Linked DNA regions of Mus musculus: all the other regions are linked to region 1. The links are chromatin contacts, called in public HiChIP or PLAC-seq and promoter capture Hi-C maps. All regions are on one chromosome and are shown on one strand. Each heading gives the region's core, a stretch centred on a gene start, on an enhancer-like site or on the middle of the called end of the contact. The rest is flanking DNA. Distances are from core to core; before and after follow the strand shown. Region 1 holds the start of Fam76a (family with sequence similarity 76, member A). Region 2 holds the start of Wdtc1 (WD and tetratricopeptide repeats 1). Region 3 holds the start of Phactr4 (phosphatase and actin regulator 4). Region 4 overlaps Slc9a1 (solute carrier family 9 (sodium/hydrogen exchanger), member 1). Region 5 holds the start of Slc9a1 (solute carrier family 9 (sodium/hydrogen exchanger), member 1). Region 6 overlaps Wdtc1 (WD and tetratricopeptide repeats 1). Region 7 holds the start of Med18 (mediator complex subunit 18).

Evidence for each region. HiChIP or PLAC-seq counts read pairs in DNA pulled down with a chosen protein or histone mark. Capture Hi-C pulls out chosen DNA fragments and counts their contacts.
Region 2: a promoter capture Hi-C map of adipose tissue shows a contact between it and region 1. The contact joins the promoter of Wdtc1 here to the promoter of Fam76a in region 1. A contact is called at or near these places in 3 of 39 promoter capture datasets (the 3T3-L1 cell line, liver and neural stem cells), 2 of 484 Hi-C or Micro-C datasets (B cells and bone marrow-derived macrophages), 12 of 115 datasets of contacts at active chromatin or transcription factors (the 230-238 cell line, astrocytes, embryonic forebrain and 8 more) and 3 of 9 other capture datasets (adipose tissue, liver and pancreatic islet).
Region 3: a CTCF HiChIP or PLAC-seq map of the NIH/3T3 cell line shows a contact between it and region 1, with 7 read pairs. The contact joins the promoter of Phactr4 here to the promoter of Fam76a in region 1. A contact is called at or near these places in 5 of 39 promoter capture datasets (the C10 cell line, liver, pre-B cells and 1 more) and 1 of 15 datasets of contacts at CTCF or cohesin (the NIH/3T3 cell line).
Region 4: an H3K4me3 HiChIP or PLAC-seq map of forebrain shows a contact between it and region 1, with 2.8 times the contacts expected there. The contact joins the enhancer-like site here to the promoter of Fam76a in region 1. A contact is called at or near these places in 3 of 115 datasets of contacts at active chromatin or transcription factors (embryonic stem cells, extraembryonic endoderm stem cells and forebrain).
Region 5: a contact with region 1 is called in a promoter capture Hi-C map of adipose tissue. The contact joins the promoter of Slc9a1 here to the promoter of Fam76a in region 1. A contact is called at or near these places in 5 of 39 promoter capture datasets (embryonic stem cells, erythroid cells, hippocampal neurons and 2 more), 5 of 115 datasets of contacts at active chromatin or transcription factors (double positive thymocytes, embryonic stem cells, fibro-adipogenic progenitors and 1 more) and 2 of 9 other capture datasets (adipose tissue and liver).
Region 6: a contact with region 1 is called in an H3K4me3 HiChIP or PLAC-seq map of bone marrow-derived macrophages, with 4 times the contacts expected there. The contact joins the enhancer-like site here to the promoter of Fam76a in region 1. A contact is called at or near these places in 5 of 39 promoter capture datasets (hippocampal neurons, liver, neutrophils and 1 more), 1 of 15 datasets of contacts at CTCF or cohesin (large pre-B cells), 17 of 484 Hi-C or Micro-C datasets (the G1E-ER4 cell line, bone marrow-derived macrophages, brain and 11 more), 16 of 115 datasets of contacts at active chromatin or transcription factors (astrocytes, bone marrow-derived macrophages, embryonic basal ganglia and 9 more) and 2 of 9 other capture datasets (adipose tissue and liver).
Region 7: a promoter capture Hi-C map of adipose tissue shows a contact between it and region 1. The contact joins the promoter of Med18 here to the promoter of Fam76a in region 1. A contact is called at or near these places in 1 of 39 promoter capture datasets (pre-B cells), 4 of 115 datasets of contacts at active chromatin or transcription factors (embryonic stem cells, intestinal crypt epithelium, memory CD8 T cells and 1 more) and 1 of 9 other capture datasets (adipose tissue).

Annotation. Positions count from the first base shown.
Region 1 is chr4:132,921,123-132,923,822 of GRCm38.p6, forward strand. It overlaps Fam76a (family with sequence similarity 76, member A), which reads right to left and starts at 1,429. Exons shown (of 9, transcript NM_145553.2): 1 at 1,236-1,429. The coding sequence starts at 1,316.
Region 2 is chr4:133,337,861-133,340,596 of GRCm38.p6, forward strand. Wdtc1 (WD and tetratricopeptide repeats 1) reads right to left here and starts at 1,455. Exons shown (of 16, transcript NM_199306.4): 1 at 1,136-1,455.
Region 3 is chr4:132,421,120-132,423,882 of GRCm38.p6, forward strand. It overlaps Phactr4 (phosphatase and actin regulator 4), which reads right to left and starts at 1,327. Exons shown (of 13, transcript NM_001161797.1): 1 at 1,226-1,327.
Region 4 is chr4:133,387,960-133,390,659 of GRCm38.p6, forward strand. All of the region lies in intron 1 of Slc9a1 (solute carrier family 9 (sodium/hydrogen exchanger), member 1), which reads left to right. Among named protein-coding and RNA genes, the nearest start is that of Mir5122, 20 kb to the left of the region's middle. Within about 2 kb of position 1,417, at least 82 of the 459 cell types and tissues checked have an H3K27ac peak or open chromatin away from gene starts, as enhancers often do. A contact at or near this core is called in forebrain, where this site is marked.
Region 5 is chr4:133,368,426-133,371,248 of GRCm38.p6, forward strand. Slc9a1 (solute carrier family 9 (sodium/hydrogen exchanger), member 1) reads left to right here and starts at 1,310. Exons shown (of 12, transcript NM_016981.3): 1 at 1,310-2,482. The coding sequence starts at 2,119. Mir5122 (microRNA 5122) reads left to right here and starts at 1,351; the gene lies at 1,351-1,439.
Region 6 is chr4:133,309,028-133,311,858 of GRCm38.p6, forward strand. The region is part of intron 5 of Wdtc1 (WD and tetratricopeptide repeats 1); the gene reads right to left. Among named protein-coding and RNA genes, the nearest start is that of Wdtc1, 29 kb to the right of the region's middle. Within about 2 kb of position 1,329, at least 5 of the 459 cell types and tissues checked have an H3K27ac peak or open chromatin away from gene starts, as enhancers often do. A contact at or near this core is called in bone marrow-derived macrophages and cortical neurons, where this site is marked.
Region 7 is chr4:132,462,590-132,465,289 of GRCm38.p6, forward strand. Med18 (mediator complex subunit 18) reads right to left here and starts at 1,332. Exons shown (of 3, transcript NM_026039.3): 1 at 1,185-1,332; 2 at 276-419. The coding sequence starts at 348.

The DNA.
Region 1 (2,700 bases), core at 179-2,678:
TGTCTTGTTTATTGAACTTCCTTTAAAAAAAAAAAAAAAAAAAAAAAAGAGCCGGGAGGTGGTGGCACATGCCTTTAATCCCAGCACTCAGGAGGCCGAGTTCAGGATTTTCTGAGTTCGAGGCCTGCCTGGTCTACAAAGTGAGTTTCAGGACAGCCAGGGCTATACAGAGAAACCCTGTCTTGGAAAAACAAAAAACAAAAATAACAACAAAGAATCATACAGCCTTAGACTGAGCAACAGTACACGACTTTAATCCCAGCGTTTGGAAGACAGAGGCAGTCAGATAGATCTCTGAGAGTTCAAAGACAGCCAGAGCTACAAGTTATATGACCCTGCCTCGGAAACAAACAAGAAAAATGTTTAGATCAAAGTTTTTATGTCCAAGGGGGCCTTCAAACACTATCTTTCGGACTCAGTAAACCCAAGTGGCTTAAGGAAAGTATGTGGGCATCTTTTTGGGGGGACGCGGGGAGGTGAACTACACACAGCGGACGGACACAGACACACATTCTGTATCTGAAATATCTGAGGATCTGTCAACGGCAACTCTGCACGAGCTTGCCGACTTAACTGTTGCTCTCTTGAACCGACGAGGTGGGAGGAAGTTATATATAAAAACGCTGGCATTTCAGGGGTTAAAAAATGCTTAGGATGAGGAGGAAGGCTACCAATTAGATGCTAAAAAGTCACCCTGTTCGTGTGTGTTCCAAGACACTGTTGGGGTACTTTTTTCATTTTCCCTAATAAAGCCTTGCCACCTCTAACTTTGAGATCGGCTGTAAAGTGCCCACGAAGTGTCCAGAGTTCAAAACACTCCTCACAAGCAGCACCTGATTCCGGGGTTCAATCTCATCCAGGACAAGGGAAATCTCTGGACCGTCATTCTACACTCAAGACGACCACATCAGAAGAGAAGGCGGTCCAAGGAAATCTTCCCGGGGGGCCAGTCGGGGACAAACAGGGGAGCTGTCCCCTCCCGCGACCTCACCAGGTCGGAGAAGAAACCCCAGCCGTTGCTAAGCACCAGGACACGCCGGCTGCCAGGGCCTGGACTCCGCCCGGGGCTCCCACAAGTACCCTGCAGTCCTCTGCGGGCCCGGCTCAGCTCGTCCGCAAAACGGGCCGGCCACACCCTGCCCGAGGGGACCCCGGCAGCCGTCCTCGCTGGACCGAGAGTTCCGAACCGCGCCTGGAGCGTCCCCAGCTCCCGGCCGCCGCCCCAGCCCGCGCACCTTGCACAGCTGCTGCCCCTGAGACAGCGCCTCGAAGGGGAAGCGCTGGTGGCACTTGGTGCAGGCGTACAGCGCCGCCATGTCCGGCCCGGGCCGTGATCGCCGCCGCCCCTCCCGCCGGCCCGCCGCTTTATCTGACAGTCTCAGGCACAACCTGGCGGCGGCGGCCGGGCCGCGGGCTGCGGAGGGCGGGCGGGCGAGGGCGGGCCGCGGGCGCAGGGGCGGGCTCTCCGGTGCTCAGAGGCCGTTCGCTGGCTCGCGTGGACGTCGATCACGCGGGAGGGGGCGGAACGTGGAGTTCCCGACGGCTCTGATTCGGTCCGGGTTGGACTACGCCACTGTGACGCTCGGGGCCGCGATTATGTAAAGCGCAGTCACGCGGGGGCGCCGCCTGAAAAGAGCGTCTTCCGAGTAGGATAGCGGAAGCCCTCGGGCTCCGCCCACCTGCCCGCTGAGGCTCCGCCCTCGCTCCGCCTCTCCGGGGGCTGCGGGAGCATTGGAGCTTCTCGCGATACTCGATGAAGTTGTGATGTTTTGGGTTGCCGTGGAGCTTCCCGCTAGCCGAAGGAGTGTGGGATTGGGGTGACAGTCGGGCAACGTCGGATTCGAACTACGAGACCATCCGGAGTTTAAACCCACTGGCAACCAAGGAGGAAAGTCTATCTTTGGAGCAGGCGGAGGGGAAAAGCAGGATATTAAATGAGTGTCCTCTATGGGCTGGAGAGAAGGCTCCGAATGCTGCTTTTGCAAAGTTTGGTTCCCAGCACCCACATCTGGAGGCTCAGATCGCCTGTAACTCCAGCTGCAGGGCTATCCCTGATGCCTCTTAACTCAGCAGGCACCTGCACTCACGTGCACTTACAAAAGATGGGCAGTTGTAAAATGGTAAAACAGTAGAGACCTGAAGCTAGAATTAAAGGCAATAGGAACACGGTGGCCATGATACTCTTGAGATCGGTTGGCTGTGTGTGTATGGAGGCCATCTGTACATGACCCAAAACCTTTAATACATTTTAGTTTGTGTGTGTGTCTCTGTGTCCCCCTCACTTAATATGGAGCTAATTGATCTGTCCGTTCTAGTGTGTGTGAGACTTAGGGATTGGTTTGATCTCTAGCACTGGAGAAAGAAAAAGAGGTAGGGCATAGGAAGTGAGAGGAAAGAAAGGAATAGAAAATATCGATGATCATTCATACAATAAACCTTTTTTAAAAGTTATTTTTACTTGTAAATGTGTTTGTGGGGCTGGAGAGATGGCTCAGCGCTGACTGTCTTCCAAGGGTCCTAAGTTCAATTCCCAGCAACCACATGGTGGCTCATAACCATCTGTAATGGGGTCTGATGCCCTCTTCTAGTGTGTGTCTGAAGATAGCAACAGTGTACTTACATATAATAATAAATAAATCTTGGGGCTGGAGCCAGCAAGGCTGGAGCCAGCAGAGGTCCTGAGTTCAATTCCCAGCAACC
Region 2 (2,736 bases), core at 205-2,704, 420 kb after region 1:
CATCCTTGGAAGGAATGGAAAAGCTACAGTCACAGTACTCAGCTTCTAAACTCAAACTTGAGAAAACTTTCAAGTTGCTCCACCAACACATTTACCTCAAGAGATTTAAGAACACCAGAGACATTCACAAGAAATTAGTCACACTCAGCTGCTAAGATAAATCGTCTGTACTGCTCAGATAAATCGCATGTAAACCCTCATACTTTTTTTTTTTTAATTCTTATTAGTCCTGGTAATGCACCTGCAGCGGAGAGCAAACCATAAGTCGCCAAGAAACTCCAATCACCGGGCTTGGGATGGGGGGTGGGGGGTGGGGCGTGGGACGGGACGCTCCACTAAAGCTTTTCAGAAAGAGATCCTGCGGGTTTGCAGTTTATCTCTACCGATTCTTATTTACCCTTTGAAGTGGGTACTAATAGCCCACTCCCAAGCAGAGACCCTTTGTACTTAGCGCTACAGTCGATGATGCAAACACCTTGGCAAAGTTCAGTTTGGTGCCAGGATGAGCCACTGAAGGCATCTGCGACTGCCAGAAGCCTGAAAACTCACTCTCTTTCTCTCTCTCTCTCTCTCTCTCTCTCTCTCTCTCTCTCTCTCTCTATAGAGAGAGAGAGAGAGAGAGAGAGAGAGAGGAAGGAGAAGGAGAGAAAGAAAGAAAAGGAGTATGGGGTGACAGAAACAGAGAGCAAGAGAGGGAAAGAGAGGCAGAGAGACACGGAAAGAGCAGACCAGGTCATTGACCTCTTGAAACTTCCACCTGCCCCTTTCTTCCTGAGTGCGATCGGCGCCAGATCAGATGTCAAAAACTCCGCAAAAAATAAATAAATAAAAGTCCCGTGATAGGACGACTTCTACCTCTGCCCCGGTGGAGCCTGCGGGACTCCTACAGCCTTCCCCCACCCCCTCCCCCGACCTCCCAGCCAGTCCTCTTCTAGCCTCCCTTCCCCGGCCCTTTCTGCCCTTCCTCGCCGCCGAGGCCTGACCCCTTCCCGGGACACCCCGGAGTCCCGAGGCGATCGGGCTCAGGCCCCCAAGCAGGGAGCCGGCCCAGAGCGGACGGCCCCGGAGCCGGGGCTCTGGGAGCCGGTCCCCGACTCGACATCTGCGGCGGGGATGGGGCGGCGGCGACCCGTACCTGTCAGGTCTCTTCCCAGGACCAGCAGCGGAGCAACTTCAGGAGCCCATGTCGGTCCGGGGGGGCCCGGCCCCTCTCCCGGGAGCAGGGGTGCGGATCCCGGGAAGGGGGCTGGGGACCCGGGCAGCTCTAGCCTCTTCCCATGCTCCCCGCCCGGCGCCTGGCCGGGGCCGGACAGCGCCTCCGCCCGCCCCTGCGCACCGCCTCACACCCGCGCTCACACACACTCACACTCCCTCGCGCGCTCTCACACACGCACTCCCCTCCCTCCTCCTCTGTTTATCTCCTCCAGCTGTCTGGGGACCCAGGAGAAGTCCCGCACTGCGCCTGCGCCACGCAGTCTCCGCGCCGGCCCCGCGTCTCACGGTCCGCGGCTACGCTACGGCGATGGCGCTCGGCAGTTTCCTGAATAGTGAGCGCGGGCCCTAGTCCTCTCTGCCACCCTCACCCCCCCTCCATCGCGCGCCCGGTCAACGTCTGCTGCCGGTGGCGCCCACTAACCTGCTAGCGGGGGAGCCCCCCACTTCGCCGGGGCCAATCGGCTTCACCGCTCGCGGGAACGGCAGCCAGTGGGCGGGCGGAAAAGCGGGGCTCAGCTCTGGAGTATCATGGGAGTCGTAGTTTTTCGCCATCGCAGAGGTCCTGCGGCGTGGACTTGCCCCGCCCGGTTACCATTAGTTACCTGGACGCACCTCCCATCCCACTACACCTTTTCTGAGTCCCAATTCCACATGTTCTCCCAGGTCCAGTACAGACCCTCCAAGGGCTAAGAGCTCATCAAAATTGCTTTTGATGCTGTAAATTAGGGGACACCTAAGGCTAAGACCCTGAGTCCTCCCAGAGCAAAGCCTCAGCCTGCTCCTTGCTCTAGGGGGCTGCTGAAGTTACAGGTTCCATGCTCGAATCTTCAGGTGCTGGAAGGAAAAGGTCCTATGTTGAGTGACCTGGGAGCTCTAGGAACCCAGATCGATGGCAGACAAGGTCTATCTAATACTAGCCAAGTAATTGCTCTTCTGACTTTCAAGCTCCAAGTCAGAACGGAGACACCCTCCTCTCTAAGGGAGTTCCAAGGTGACAAAGGTGGCAGTAAAGATAACTTAAGGGAGAGAGACCAGGAGCTTCAACTCAAAAGCAATCACCTTACATTTCTCTTCTCTTAGAGTGGCAGATACACAGTATGCCAACGTCTAAGTAATAACACTTTTATTTTCACTGTATTGGGCATGCTCTCTTTGATAGATACAATTGTTCCTATGTTTTTAAAAAGAAGAAACAAGCATAAAGTAGTTAAAAAGATGCTAGCCCAGGGTCACACAACTGGTTAGAAAACAAGGAATGAAACCAGGCAGTGCTGGAGACTAAGTACAAACATTTAGCACTTAAGAGTGCTGGTCCAGGGTTGGAGAGATGGCTCAGCGGTTAAGAGCACTGACTGCTCTTCCGAAGGTCCTCAGTTCAAATCCCAGCAACCACTTGGTGGCTCATAACCATCCATAATGAGATATGATGCCCTCTTCTGGTGCCTCTAAGACAGTTACATTGTACTTATTTATAATAAATGAATCTTTGGGCTGGAGCTAGCAGGGCTGACTGGAGTGAGC
Region 3 (2,763 bases), core at 77-2,576, 500 kb before region 1:
AATTTCGTCTCAAAACACCTTTCCTGACTCAAAGGAGTCCCAACTGTCTTCACTCAAGGAATTTGAAATACTAATCGATTTTTCAAAGGATCTCTACCTTGGCCTTTATAAAAGCTTTACCCCTATGCTAAGTCTCAAGATTCGTTCTTCGACGGAACATACAGTTACCACTATCTAACCAAACTGGATCAAATCCACACAATTCATCGGTGTCCAGTAAATACATATTTTATCGCCTTTTTTTTTTCAACCTTTTTTTTTTTAATGCTTTCTAGAATCTACTGGGTATCTAGGTTTTTCTACAAAGCAGGTGCTTTCAGTGAGCTGAGTTTTTCTTTGTGGAGTTGTTGTTTAAAAAAAGAGAAAGGGATGTATTCTGGAGAGTCGAGGAGCAGCGTGGGAAAATGAAGTGCCGAAGACTGCAGGCAATGAATGATGTCCTGGTAATCACTCTGCTCCAATTTTCAGGTTTCCGAGGCAATGATTCGCTTGAGTTCTTTGCGGCCGCCGCCGCACCCCCCCCCCCCCCCCACACACACACACACTCCACAATCACCCAACCCCTCCATCCCAGCTGCCACACGTATCGCAGCAAATTTCCACTCTTTCTCGGTTTCCGGGATTGAGGCTCCAAGTCTCACTTCTTTTTCTTAGACTCCATCCACTGGAGGAGAAAAGCGCCTTAGCGCCTTGAGTTTTGATCCCTAGCTACCGGAGGCTGACATTTAAGAAAGAAGTTGGACAATAACTTCCAGGTTTCCACTGAAACTATGCCAGACTCCTAAGTCTCTTCTCTGCTCAGCCAGGATGCAGAGGTCTGAGGGAGGTCACTTTTGAAAGATGGACTTTGACCCGATCCAGTTACAGTAACCAGATCCCCAGGGCGCAGTCCCCAGCAGGACGTGCGGGCTCCCCTGGAGACCGCGACTCCGTGCACTGCCACAAAAGGGGGAAAAGCGGCGCAGACAAAAGGGCCCCGCGGAGGCTGGGGGGCGGAGAGCGCGAGTGTGCGCCGGCCGGCCACAGGCGGGGACACCGCCGCGGGACCGTTGTGGGAGGGCCGAGGAGGGAGGAGGCTACCGCCCGCCACGCCCTGGCTGCACTGACCGCCGCGGGCGCCGTTAACCCCCCACCCAGGCTCGGCCCGCGACCCCTAGTCGAGCCGAGCCTGCCGCTGCTGCGCGCGCGCGGGAGGTGCTCACTTTCCCAAGTTTGGGGAACTTACCCAAGTCGCCGCTGCCTCCTCGGGTTCCCCAGCACTTTCTCCCGGAAATCCTACCTGGTCTCTGGCCGCCTGGCTCCAGCCAGAGCCTTCGGCCCCAGGGGAGGGGGGGCGGAGGGAGCGGGCCGGACAGTGAGGAGGGTAGGAAGTGCCGCCGCGGAGCCTCACGGGACTTGTAGTCCACTGCAGTGGCCAGCGGTGTGGCGAGCGGGACAAAATGGCGGGAACTGCCGGCCCTCCGCTGCGAGGCGCCTGACCCCTACTCTGCCGATCTGGGCATGCGCCGCCAGAGTCCGGTGCACTGCATATAAACGGATTTGGGCACCTTGCCCAGTTCTGAGCAAGGGGAAGGTCTCGGGACTTGGGAGGACACGTTCGGGAACAGACTCTCCCGGCGATGCCCAAGAAAGGATGTGTGTGTTGTGCTCTACAAAAGAAGTCCAGTTTGTTTCAAACTATTGATAACCAGTTTTAAGTGCAAAAAACTTACAAACAAGTTACCCGCGGTGTTTTGTGAAAGTACAGAACCCAGCCTATTAAGCGCAGACATTCTACACCCCCCCCCTCCCAACTAAATTTTTTTCCCACTAACGATTACCTAGTAGAAGCCACCATCTGTTTCTAAGTGGCACTCATTCCAACCTCCAGGGCTATATCACCCTCCAGACCCCCTTCTTGCCACTGCTGGAGGATCTTTTTAAATGCCAAACCCATGGGTTACACCCATCTTAGACGGAAAAGTATACATACGATACATACAGAGGGAAACATAGAAAAACTTATACCTTTCAAATACGCAATCTATAACATTAAAAATATCAATACGCCGGGCAGTGGTGGTGCATGCCTTTAATCCCAGCATTTGGGAGGCAGAGACAGGTGGATTTCTGAGTTCGAGGCCAGCCTGGTCTACAAAGTGAGTTCCAGGACAGCCAGGGCTATATAGAGAAACCCTGTCTCAAAAAACCAAAAAAAAAAAAAAAAAAAAAAAGCAATAAATTACAACCCAGTTGTGGTGTCACACACCAGTATTCCTAAATGCTCTGGAGACAAGGGTTGGATTATTGCTGAGTTCAAAATCAGTTTGATCTACAAAGTTCCAGGCCAAGCCAACCAGAATTACATAGTGAGACCCTGTCTCAAAACAAACAAACCCAACAAAAACCAATGCAGGCCAGCCAGCTGCTGTCTGGTAATATAATAATAACAACAGTGACAACGACGATGACAACAACAACAATAATAATAATGGCTGGAGAGATGGCTCAGTGGTTAAGAACTTGCTGTTCTTTAAAGGGGCTGAGTTCTGTTCCCAGCACTATATATCAGGTAGCTCACAACTCTAACTACAGCTCCAAGGGTTGTGAACCTCTGGCTATGTGAGCACTTGCACTCATGTGCACATACTGCATGCAAATACTCACCTACACACAACTGGAATTAATAAAAAATAAATATTTAAAAAGTAACAATGTAGGCTGGTGAGATGGCTCAGCGGTTAAGAGTGCAGACTGCTCTTCCAAAGGTCCTGAGTTCAAATC
Region 4 (2,700 bases), core at 167-2,666, 470 kb after region 1:
AATGTGTGAGTTAGTGTGTGTGTGTATGAGTGTGTGTGAGAGTGTGTATGTGAGTATGTGTGTGCGTGTGTGAGTATGTGTGAATGTGTGTATGTGTTATGTATATGTGCATCGAACTCATGTGAATGTGTGAGTTAGTGTGTGTATGAGTATGTGTGAATGTGTGTGTGTATGTGTGTGTATGAGTGTGTGTGAGAGTGTGTATGTGAGTATGTATATGTGTGAGTGTGTTTGAATGTGTGTGTGTATGAGTGTGTGTGTATATATGAATGTGAGTGTGTGTGTGTGTGTGTGTGTGTGTGTGTGTGTGTGTTGGAGGGGGTGACTCACTTTCAGAGCATTGACCTAGGTCCTGAAGGGGAAGTGTTGGTTTGCTCTCTGACAGAGAGTGGGAGGAAGGCACGGCCGTGAGGTGATGATGGAAAGAGCCCCAAGTGATGCTGATTGCATTTGCTTAAAAAAAGACTGCCTCAGCCAGGGCGTGGTGGCGCACGCCTTTAATCCCAGCACTCGGGAGGCAGAGGCAGGTGGATCTCTGAGTTCGAGGCCAGCCTGATCTACAAAGTGAGTTCCAGGACAGCCAGGGCTATACAGAGAAACCCTGTCTCGAAAAACCAAAAAAAAAAAAAAAAAAAAAGATACCATTTAGGGCTGGAGAGGTGGCTCAGTGGTTAAGAGCACTGACTGCTCTTCTGAAGGTCCTGAGTTCAAATCCCAGCAACCACATGGTGGCTCACAACCATCTGTAATGAGATCTGATGCCCTCTTCTGGGATATCTGAAGACAGCTACAGTGTACTTACATATAATAAATAAATAAATAAATCTTAAATAAAAAAAAAAAGACTGCCTCTAGCGCTGTAGCCCAGTCTGTCCTTGAACTCACAGCAGGCTCTTGCCTTACCCTACTGACTGCTGTGTTCATGAGTAAGCCACCAGTCCAGATTGCCCTTTGCTTTTGAAACCCACTGGGACAGTGCCAATCCTTCCACCAAACAGCCAGCAGGGAAAGCAGAAGCCATTGTCAGGGTTGGTGAGAGTCTATGACGTGTGTTGCCCTGGACCAGGCTAGGGAGCCGCCGTGACTGCTCTCGCCAGTTCCTGGTCTTGTGCTGAGGATTCCACTTAGTGCATGGTTGTCCATTTCACGATGACCCTGAGCCGAGCATGCTGCAGTGTTTGCCTTTAGCCGGCTTATAACTATCTCAGGAAACCGACACTGGGTAACTTGGAGATTGCTGCACATGGGAAGCCTCTAGAGAGGGAAGAGATGTGGCTGGGAAGACCAGTGAGCAGATCCCGTAGGAAAGAGGCATCAAATCAGGAGGCCTGGGACACTGGCCAAGACTGAGCTGCTGACATGAGTAGACGCCCAGCTGAAAGAATCTGCGCTGGCATAGCGGGAAGCGACATTATTAAGTAGGTTGGGTTACACTGGGTTGCTGAGCAGCTGGAGCTCCAGCCTGTGGGGACTGTAGCCTAGGTCACGGGCTGCTCTTCATTCCTTCCACACCTAGTCTCTCTGTCCCTGCCTGAGCACCCTGTGGTGACTCTGGCCCCCAGCGCTGGCTGTAATGAGGTGACCATAGAGCAGCGAGGAGTTTGTAGGATGTAAACCGGAACATGGTGTTCCCTGCTGAAGCTCTTTTTGATGCTTCCTTTTGAACTTGAGACACAATCTCAGAGCTATAGCTTATACCATTCTCAATGTCATGTCCTGTTTCCCTTGCCAGCCCGCTTCCCCCTGAGACTGTAGTGTCTGCTTGTCCCCTAACCTAGAACACCGTCTGTATACCGCCTCAAACTAGCATTTTCCTTCAAGTCACATGTCCCCAGAGTGGCCTTCCTGATCACCCAGGCTAGTTAATGTCAGTACAAACCTTCCCAGCCAGTTCCATCCTCTTTGTGTCCGTTTCCTTAGGATGCAGCCAGCATCAAGGCAGAAGAGGATTTGGTGTCAAAGGGCTCACATCCAAGTATGGAGTGTTGAACAGTAAATCCAACAATGTCAGACAGGAGTATGTGTATAAAGGAAATAAACATAGGTCTGAAGGCTCTCCAAGGAGGCAGCTGAGTGACAGGAAAGAAGCAGTCCGCTCTTCAAAGACCAGGGTCCTGAAGAGAGTGTGATTAGAGAAGTGTGAAGAGAGAGTGGAGGAGACAGGGCCAGACCTCTGCTGGGTCTTGGGTTGGCTGCTAGAGTCAGTACTAAGTGTTGTGTGGTCCCATCAGGAGCAGGGTGACATGGTCTGACCTGCACTGGGGTATTAGGGAGATGTTTAAGACTGAGCTAGCTGCAGAGGCATCTGCGCAAAGCAGATTTCTGCTTATCTGTCCCTCAGCCTGGGACTGAGAGACAGTAGATCAGAGCTCCCCAGCAAAGCAGCTCTTGCCACACCATTGCTGTTGGAGTACCAGCCTAGGAGAGCCTCTAAGGGGGAGGGGCTGTGCTCAGATTCAGGCCAGTCAGTAGACAGGTCCTGAAGGAGGGCATGGCACCTCAGAGCGCTAGGACCTGATCATCTCTCCTCCTACACCAGCTCTGCTCGTAGCCTGTGGTCAGACCATGTAAGGAGCAAGTCAGATTTCAGAGCCTTTGGAGATTCTAGACTAAGTCTAGAATCCCGTGAGTGCAATGGGAGAGAGAGAAGTCGGCTCCTTCATTCTCAGCTACGTGGACCTCCTGCGCAGAGCTGGGGAG
Region 5 (2,823 bases), core at 60-2,559, 450 kb after region 1:
TACTTCTGAGGGGGGGGGGAAGAGTTCTCATGATTGCACCATGTAGACACAATGTCTCGACCTTTCTGAACTCTAATCAATATCATTCATTCAAATTCCAGTTCCGGCTGTGTGTGGTGGTGCATACCAGTAATCCCACTTGAGAGGGAGAGGCAGGAGGATTGCCAAAAATTAGAAGCCAGCTGGGCTACATTGTAAGAATGTAGCCTTTCGCACAAAACAGAACATGCCCCTTCTGGAAGCTGTTTTCTGTCTGCAGATAATAAAAATCCTTCTTTTCTCTTTAAACCAGACAGACAGACAGACAGATAGACAGACAGACAAAAACAATACCCAGCCTCTTACTTTTTGGTTGTTTCACTACTGTTATGAGTTGAAACACGCCCTTTCAAAAGAAGCTGAAGTCCTACCCCTGCCCACCCCTCAGTGCCCGAGAATGTGGCTTTATTTAGATGAGGGGTTTTGTTGTTGTTGTTGTTGTTTTAAATCTCTTTGAGACAGGGTCTCCCTACTGACCTCAGCCTGGTCTAGAACTCACTTTGTTACACAAGCTGACGTTGAGTTAAAAATTCCTCTTTCTTTAGTTTCCCAAATGCTGGAATTACAGTTTCCCACCGTTCGTGGCTCAGATTGGGTTTTTGAAGTTGATCAAGGTAAGGTACGCCATTAGGGCCAATTCCTAATTCAATTTGCTTGGAGTCCTTTTAAAGGGGGAAATTTGGACCTAAAGACGGATACAGGGAGGCTGGGGTTATGCCGCCACAGTCAAGGGAAGCCAATACATTGCCATCAAAGCACCTGTGGCTGGGATGCAGGAACGGATTTCAGCTCACACGGTCCTCAGCACAGGTCAATGCTTGGGAACATACAGAGTGCAGATTTCTAGCCCATTTCATTCATTCATTTAACTTTATTTTGTGACACTGGGCATAGGAACCAATGGTAGACAAGCACTCTACCTCTGAACCACGATCCCATCCCTTTCATTCTAAACATTTCTCATAGATCACCTCATTTAACCATCTTGTTATCCTTTTGTTATAGCTATCCATCTCCACCTTACAGTTGAGAAAGCTGTGAAACAGAGAGGCTAAATAACTTGTTCAAAGTCACATGCTAACAAGAAAACACTTTGTAGATAGTACAGTATGTCACTCGTGTTAGATTGTACTTTTTTTTTTTTTTTTTTTTTTCCAATTTAGGTCTCGGCTTCCTCTTCTTACGTGACACTTCCTTCCCTGGGCGACAGGGGCCGCTGCACCGCGCGGGCGCTGACAGGTCTCTCTAGCTTGCTGCGCCTGCTACTCGTTGGTGCCTATAAATGGCTGCGCTGTGCTCAGCGAGGCATCAGTCCGCTACCGCGGGACCCGGGGCTGTGTCAGGTCTGGAAGTGGAGCTGGAGCTGACCGAAGGAGCTGCCGCTGGGCCGGGGTGGAACACAGCTCTGCACCGGGGTCTTAAGGAGGGGTGTGTTGCTGCTGGCTCACTGCGAGCCGCCTCCAGCCTGCGCCGAGGCACCTTCCCGCCAGGCCGTCTGCCTCTGTCTTCCGCCTCCCTCCATTTCCCCGGAATCTCAGCCCGGCGCGGCTGGACCCTGGCTCTCCTGTGGGTGGGAAAGCCCCAGCCTTTTTCCTGCTATACTCCTTTATCCCAGGCTGGCCTTCCAGCCTTCTCTCGCCTTTCCCTGCGGAGTGGGTCTCACCCTTTTCCGTCTTTAGCCCAGGCTCCTTACCCCTCCCCTTTAGCCGAGTTCCAGCACCCTGGTGATTTTCCTTAGCCAAAGGTCCTATCCTTCTTCCTCCTTTCCCTTGCCCGTGGTCCAGCCTATCCGGCCCTTCCCCTCTCTTCAGGACGCAGTTTCCCCGATTTCCTTCTCTCAGCCTGAAGTTCTAGATCCTTTCGGTTTCCTCCTTAGTCCCTCCAAGGTACTTAACCCCTTTTTGCAGTTTGGACTTTGAGATTGTGAATCTCTAGAAAACGAAAATACTTCTCTAAAACATGAACTTTTCCTAGAGATTGCCCCAGTCTCACCCCATCTGCAGGACTCCTTGCTACCTATGTCCCAGGTCTTACACGCACTTCGCTAAGGGCTGAGGCCTCCTAGGCTGGGGGATCAGTATGATGCTTCGGTGGTCCGGCGTCTGGGGATTTCATCCACCTCGGATCTTCCCCTCCTTGCTGGTGGTGGTTGCCTTGGTGGGACTGCTACCTGTTCTCAGGAGCCACGGCCTCCAGCACAGCCCTACTGCCAGCACCATCAGAGGTTCTGAACCACCCCGGGAACGCTCAATTGGGGATGTCACCACGGCACCATCAGAGCCTCTCCATCGCCCAGATGACCACAATTTGACCAACTTAATCATTGAACATGGCGGTAAGCCATCTCGGAAGGCCTTCCCAGTCCTGGACATTGACTACCCTCACGTGCGCACACCCTTTGAGATCTCCCTCTGGATTCTCCTGGCCTGCCTCATGAAGATAGGTAAGTGCATGATGGTGCTGTTGCTGCCACCACCAGATAGGTGAGCTTCTTGCCCCACTTGTTACCAGGTTCTGCTTCTCAGGCTCTGAATGAACCACTTCTGCAACGCGGGCGGGCAGCCTCTCCCTCCTTTTTGTTGGTCCTTAAACTCCAGCTCTGGCCTGTGAGCTGGCATTATGTAGCAGGAGGGAGGGTCAGGAGCGTGCACGAGATGGGATGCTTCTGATATTGGTTTCAGAAAAGCTGCCAAGGCTTGGCTGGTCTCCTACAGCTGGGATGGGACCTAGAGAGGAGGCAGGTGCTTAGCTATGTGTAAGACAGGAATATCCTTTAGCAAGTGG
Region 6 (2,831 bases), core at 79-2,578, 390 kb after region 1:
TCGTATCACTAAGTTTGTAAGAGCTCACCAAAGTGAGCCTGGCTATCGAGCAGCAGCCGATCAGCACAGAAGTTCAGTCAGGATCTGCACTTCGTGCAGTCGGAGTGGTCACCATGCACGCCGAGCTGCGCTGCCTAAGGAGCCCTTTTTTCTGACTCCTCTCCAGATAGGAACTGAGTGGATGATAATTCTCGCTATCCCTTACTAAGAATTCCCAAATTAGGGGCTGGGTGTGTCTCTTCGAGGTGAGCACCCACTTAGTATGTGTAAAAACCAAAGTTTAATCCTGAGCATAGGAGAAGGAGAAACCTTTAAGGGTCATGGCTAAGGGCATAGCTTACTGGCAGACCACATGTGTGACATCCTTGATGTTCTAGGTTCAATTCTAGCACCAAAATAAAGCAGAGCAAGCAACCAACCACTGAGTTTCAGAACACCGCAAGGCTGTTCAAACCCAGACTGGGGCTTTATATATCCACCCACCCACCCACCCACCTACATCTCAGTTCATCCACATGTCCGGCCATCCAGGTTTGGATTAAAAAGCAATTCCCATCTTTTGACCTAAACTCCTAATTCTATGAAAGATCCAAAGGATCCAAAAGAGAAAATGGGATCTAGGCAAAAAATGTTCAGCCAAATACTCCTTATAGAGCAAACAGTGGGAAGAGTGCAGATGTTGGGCTGTGGAGAAGGGCTGGCCACTATAAGACTACTACCATCACCCCAGTCAAGTGAAGAACGTAACATTCCAGATGACACGAAGAAAACCTCTCTCCCTCCCTGTCCCTTTGTGTGTGTCTGTTTGTCTATCTCCCCTCCTTCCTTCCCTGTACTGAAGACAGATCAGATACTGGCATGGAGAAAGGCAGGCAGCTGCTCTACCACAGAGCTATATCCCAGCTCTCCCTTTTGATTTTTATTTGGAAGAGAAAACAAAAATGCTCTTCTGCTTTGTCACTTAGAAATAGGAATATATAAACTTATTTTTAGGGGCATGCCTCAATCTTTATTCTTGTCTGGAGGCAGCATAGATTCCAGCCACAGCAAAAATAGGTGAAGTAAGCCCTCAGTGCTGCCTTGCTTGCAATGTGCCGCAGCTGCCACCAGGGGGAGCGCCTGGACGGAATATGATGAATGCCCAGAGGCAGTGTTTTCACTAAGTCCATGGAAAAGGAGGCTTTTCTTAAACAAACTGGAAAGAGTGCAGTGGGTGATGGCACTTGCCACACAAGCCTGGTGACTTGAAATCAAGCCTGGGGTCCCATAAAAAGGAAGGAGAGGATCAACTCCACCAAGCTGTCCTTTGGCTTCCTCACATTCCCCCGTCCCATATCACACACCTATATCATAATACATTGCTGAAAATGTATTTTTAGTGGGTGGTGGTGGTGCACCCCTTTAATCCCAGCACTCAGGAGGCAGAGCCAAGCAGATCTCTGTGTGTTCAAGGCCAGCTTAGTCTTTACAAAGCAAGTTCCAGGACAGCCAAAACTGTTGCACAGTGAAATCCTATCCCAAACAAACAAACAAACAAACAAACAAACAAAACAAAACCAAAAACAAAAAACCTACCACCACCACCAAAAACAAAAAAGAAAAAGAGGTGTTTTATTTAAACCACCAAAACTGGGCTGGTGAGATGGCTTAGCAGGTAAGAGGGACGGCTGCTCTTCTGAAGGTCCTGAGTTCAAATCCTAGCAACCACATGGTGGCTCACAAACATCTGTAATGAGATCTGACACCCTCTTCTGGTGTGTCTGAAGACAGGTACAGTGTACTTGTCTTTATTTATAATAATAAATCTTTGGGCCAGAGCAAGCAGGGATTAAGCAAGCGAGGCCGACCAGAGAGAGCAGAGGTCCTAAATTCAATTCCCAACAACCACATGAAGGTTCACAACCATCTGTACAGCTACAGTGTACTCATATACATAAAATAAATAAAATCTTAACACTAAAAACACTAGAAGGTTGTGAACAACTACTGTCAAAATATAATCTTGGAAGGTGACCACAGACGTACTGCAGCGTCTTTCCCACACATCAGAACCACAAACCAAGCTCCAGTTGTTCTGCTTCTAGAACAATCCCAGGCACTCACCCGCAGAGGTGAGAGAGAGGGAGTGAGGCAGAACTCAGGGTGATGAGGCTCAGAGCTCCCTGAGGTGGCTCTGGTTTCAGGTAGAGTCACTGCTCTTAAGGAGACAGCCGCACACTCGTGGGCCCACAGATATAAATAAATATACAACGGCAGGGCTGACAAGCCCTTTCCTCACAGGTCACTTCAGATCCAATGTGCCCAGCGACAGGTCACCTCAGTGCAAAAACCCTGCTTCTGGGAGTGGGGCACCAAGGCTCTGCACCCACAGATCTCCAAAGAAACAACGAATGATAAGCATGCAGGATTGTCCTTCCAAGCAAAGATGTAAAACCTGTTCTTTCATCTTGTGTTATCTGTTGGGCCAGGTCATGTTAAGCTACTACAATCAGGACAAGAGGTGGCTAGTAGTCTAAATGACCCTCACAGCCAGGGCCTCCCCAAGGCCCCGCAACCAGGACCAGAGGTGGCTAATAGCCTAAAAAAGCCCTATGCTATTTGTATGACTAAGACCAGGTCAGAGCACTGCTTAGGCCCTTAAGCTAGTGTAGGTAGCCGAGAACCAACCCATCCTCTTGGAAGAAATGGCATGTACCCCAAGTCGAGTTTCAATGTAATTACAATGTCCATGTACACCAGGGATTGTATTATACCAGGAAACTTTTTTTCCAGATTAAACTATGGTTAAATCTGAGGGCTAAAGCCCCTGGCATCAGACTTCCCAAATCTCC
Region 7 (2,700 bases), core at 82-2,581, 460 kb before region 1:
GAAAGAAAGAGCAAGGGAGGGAGGGAGAGAGAGAGGGAGAGAGGGAGAGAGAGAGAGAGAACAGACAATAGGACAATAGTGGTAAATATCTATAATCCCAGGCCCCTGCAGCCAGAAGGGTCTACAGAGTGAGTTTCTGGCCATTGAGCCATCTTCCCACCCACCCTCTTTTAAACACAGTTACAGGAACCCTACAGTTGCCTATAAGTCATCTCAACTTGCTCTAGCCAGAAAAAACTGAAAACTTGGTAACACAAGCTCCTTGGCTGACTTACCCTGCAGGAGGTACTCCATCATGTTAATGGTGCCCCCAGTGACGGGCATCATGGTGACTGGAGGCGCCTCCATGATGCCTCTAATTAGGTTCAAGACAACAGAACTGCAAACAGATCTTCCAACCGGAGAAGCACAGGATCCACCTGGAAAAGTCACACTTGTCCATACCCTGTTTGCTGCGGCAGTGGCCTTGAAACCAAAGCTCATTCAGTCTTAACTTTGCACATCTGCTTATACAGCCGGTTCCAAGAACGGGTGACTCGGGAATAAGAGGGGTTCTAGCTCCGGAGATACGGAATAGCCATCTAGTATCAAGTTCTGAACCTTATAAACGTTTTTCTATGTAATCTCGAGGCAGCTATGTAACCTCTTGTTCCGAAACCTACTGTCTCGTTTAAAATAAGACCAAGGGTGTTTAACCCCACAGCCCTCGTCTCCCCCACCCACTACCTGGCTCGAAAGAAACCGACATTCATATTCAAAAATGGTAACTACACTGGGCTACACTGAGAGGCCTCGTTTCCAAACATAAAGAAATAAAAACCGGCTGTGTTGGGGGGAACATCTGTAATCTCAATACTTGGGGACAGAGTTAGAAGGACGGCTGCAGCTTCGGGCTAGACTGGTCTATATAGCAAATCCCGGCCAATTAGGGCATCACAGTGAGACTGTCTCAAAGAAAAAACAAAAGAAAAGATCCGAGGGAGACCTAAGGACCTTGTCCACCCTTCACTCTATGCGGAGGCCATGCAGACTCAGGGAAAGGCCCCAGGGCACACGAGCGATGTAACTAGAACTGGTTCTGCCTTTATGAGAACGCCTCTGCAAATGAGCCAGGCGGGAAATATGAAGTTAGAGTGACTGTCCCGGTCCTCCCACGCGGGCAGCCGGGACACGTGTGCACTTACACTAGCAACACGTCTCCGTCCGCGCTACAGATCCTTGTAAAGCTGGAATTAAATCCACGCGTGCACACCCGCAATCCGCACCCCCAAATGCCGCCAGCGCAGAGCCAGAGAAACCGCCAAACTCTCCCTTCAGCACTTCCGGTAGGAAGCTGAGGGACAGGAAACTTCTCCGCTACCGCCCCGAAAAGTAAGGGTGCCGAGAGGGCAAGGAACGCGCCCGCCTTCTGGCACCGGTGTGCAAGAGCGCACGCGCAAGGTTCGGGGCTGCTGTTGCTTTGGGGTCCTAGTCTAGAGTGGTACCGTGGAAGGTGACTGTCATAGGACAGCTCTAGGATACGTTTTTTTTTTTTTTTTTTTTTTTTTCAGCTTCGACGACCTGGATGTTTTGATCAGATCTCATAAAGCCGATTGGATACCATATTTAAATTTTGAACTCAGCCACTGGGGGGAGCGAGGAAGGAGAGTCACATTGAAAAAGAAGGGAGGCGGAGGTGGCGGGGCTGGCAGTGAAAGAGATGTAAAATGAATAAGTTAAAAATTAAATTAAAGAAAAAGAAAAGGAAGGGGTATGTTGTAAATCGGAAACGCTAACCACAGCGTTGTGTATTTATATATAGACCTCAGCAGGAACAATATTTTGTGTGCTTTCAAGGGTCTGGAGAAACAGCTCAGTGCTAGAGCCTTGTCTGACATGTGCAAGGCCATAAGTTTAATACAAAACAACAGCAAACTTGTTCAATTTACAGTGCATACCATAACTTTAAATACATGGGACCAGGCACAGTTCAAATCTGAGAACCTTGGGAAGCTGTGGTAAGGATCTCTCCAGCAGAGCCATTCAACGCTTAAACAATATTGTGAGGTTTTTAATAAATAAATAAATAAATAAATAAATAAATAAGTTAATTAATAAGGGCTAGAGAGATGGCTGAGCAGTTAATAGCCCCTGCTGCTCTCTCAGAGGTCCCAAACTCCCACATAGTGGCTAACAACCATTTATAATTTCCTTTCCAGGGGCTCTATTACCTTGTCTGACTACATCAGTCACTGCATCCGTGTGGTAGACATGCATACACACTTGCAAAAACACTCATAACACAAAATATAAATAAATAACTAGGGGCTGGGAAGATGGCTAAGCAGTTTAGAGCACTTGCTGTTATTCAGAGGACCTGGGTTCAGCCCTAACACCCATATCATGTGACTCACAACCACCTGCCACTCTAGTTCCAAGGGATCTGACACCCTCATCTGGCATCCATGCTAAAGGACATACATGGTACACATATATCTAGGCACACATATACATTAGATAGATAGATAGATAGATAGATAGATAGATAGATAGATAAGGATTTTAAATTCAACAAGTACTTATTGAACTCTGTACATATGCCAAACACATAAGGGACATAGAGTGAGGCACCCTTAATCTTTCAGGACCCCTCCCTCCTTAACATTTCCCCAAAGGTCACTACCTCAGGCAAGGGTACCTGGTTCCCAGTCAGTCTGGGCA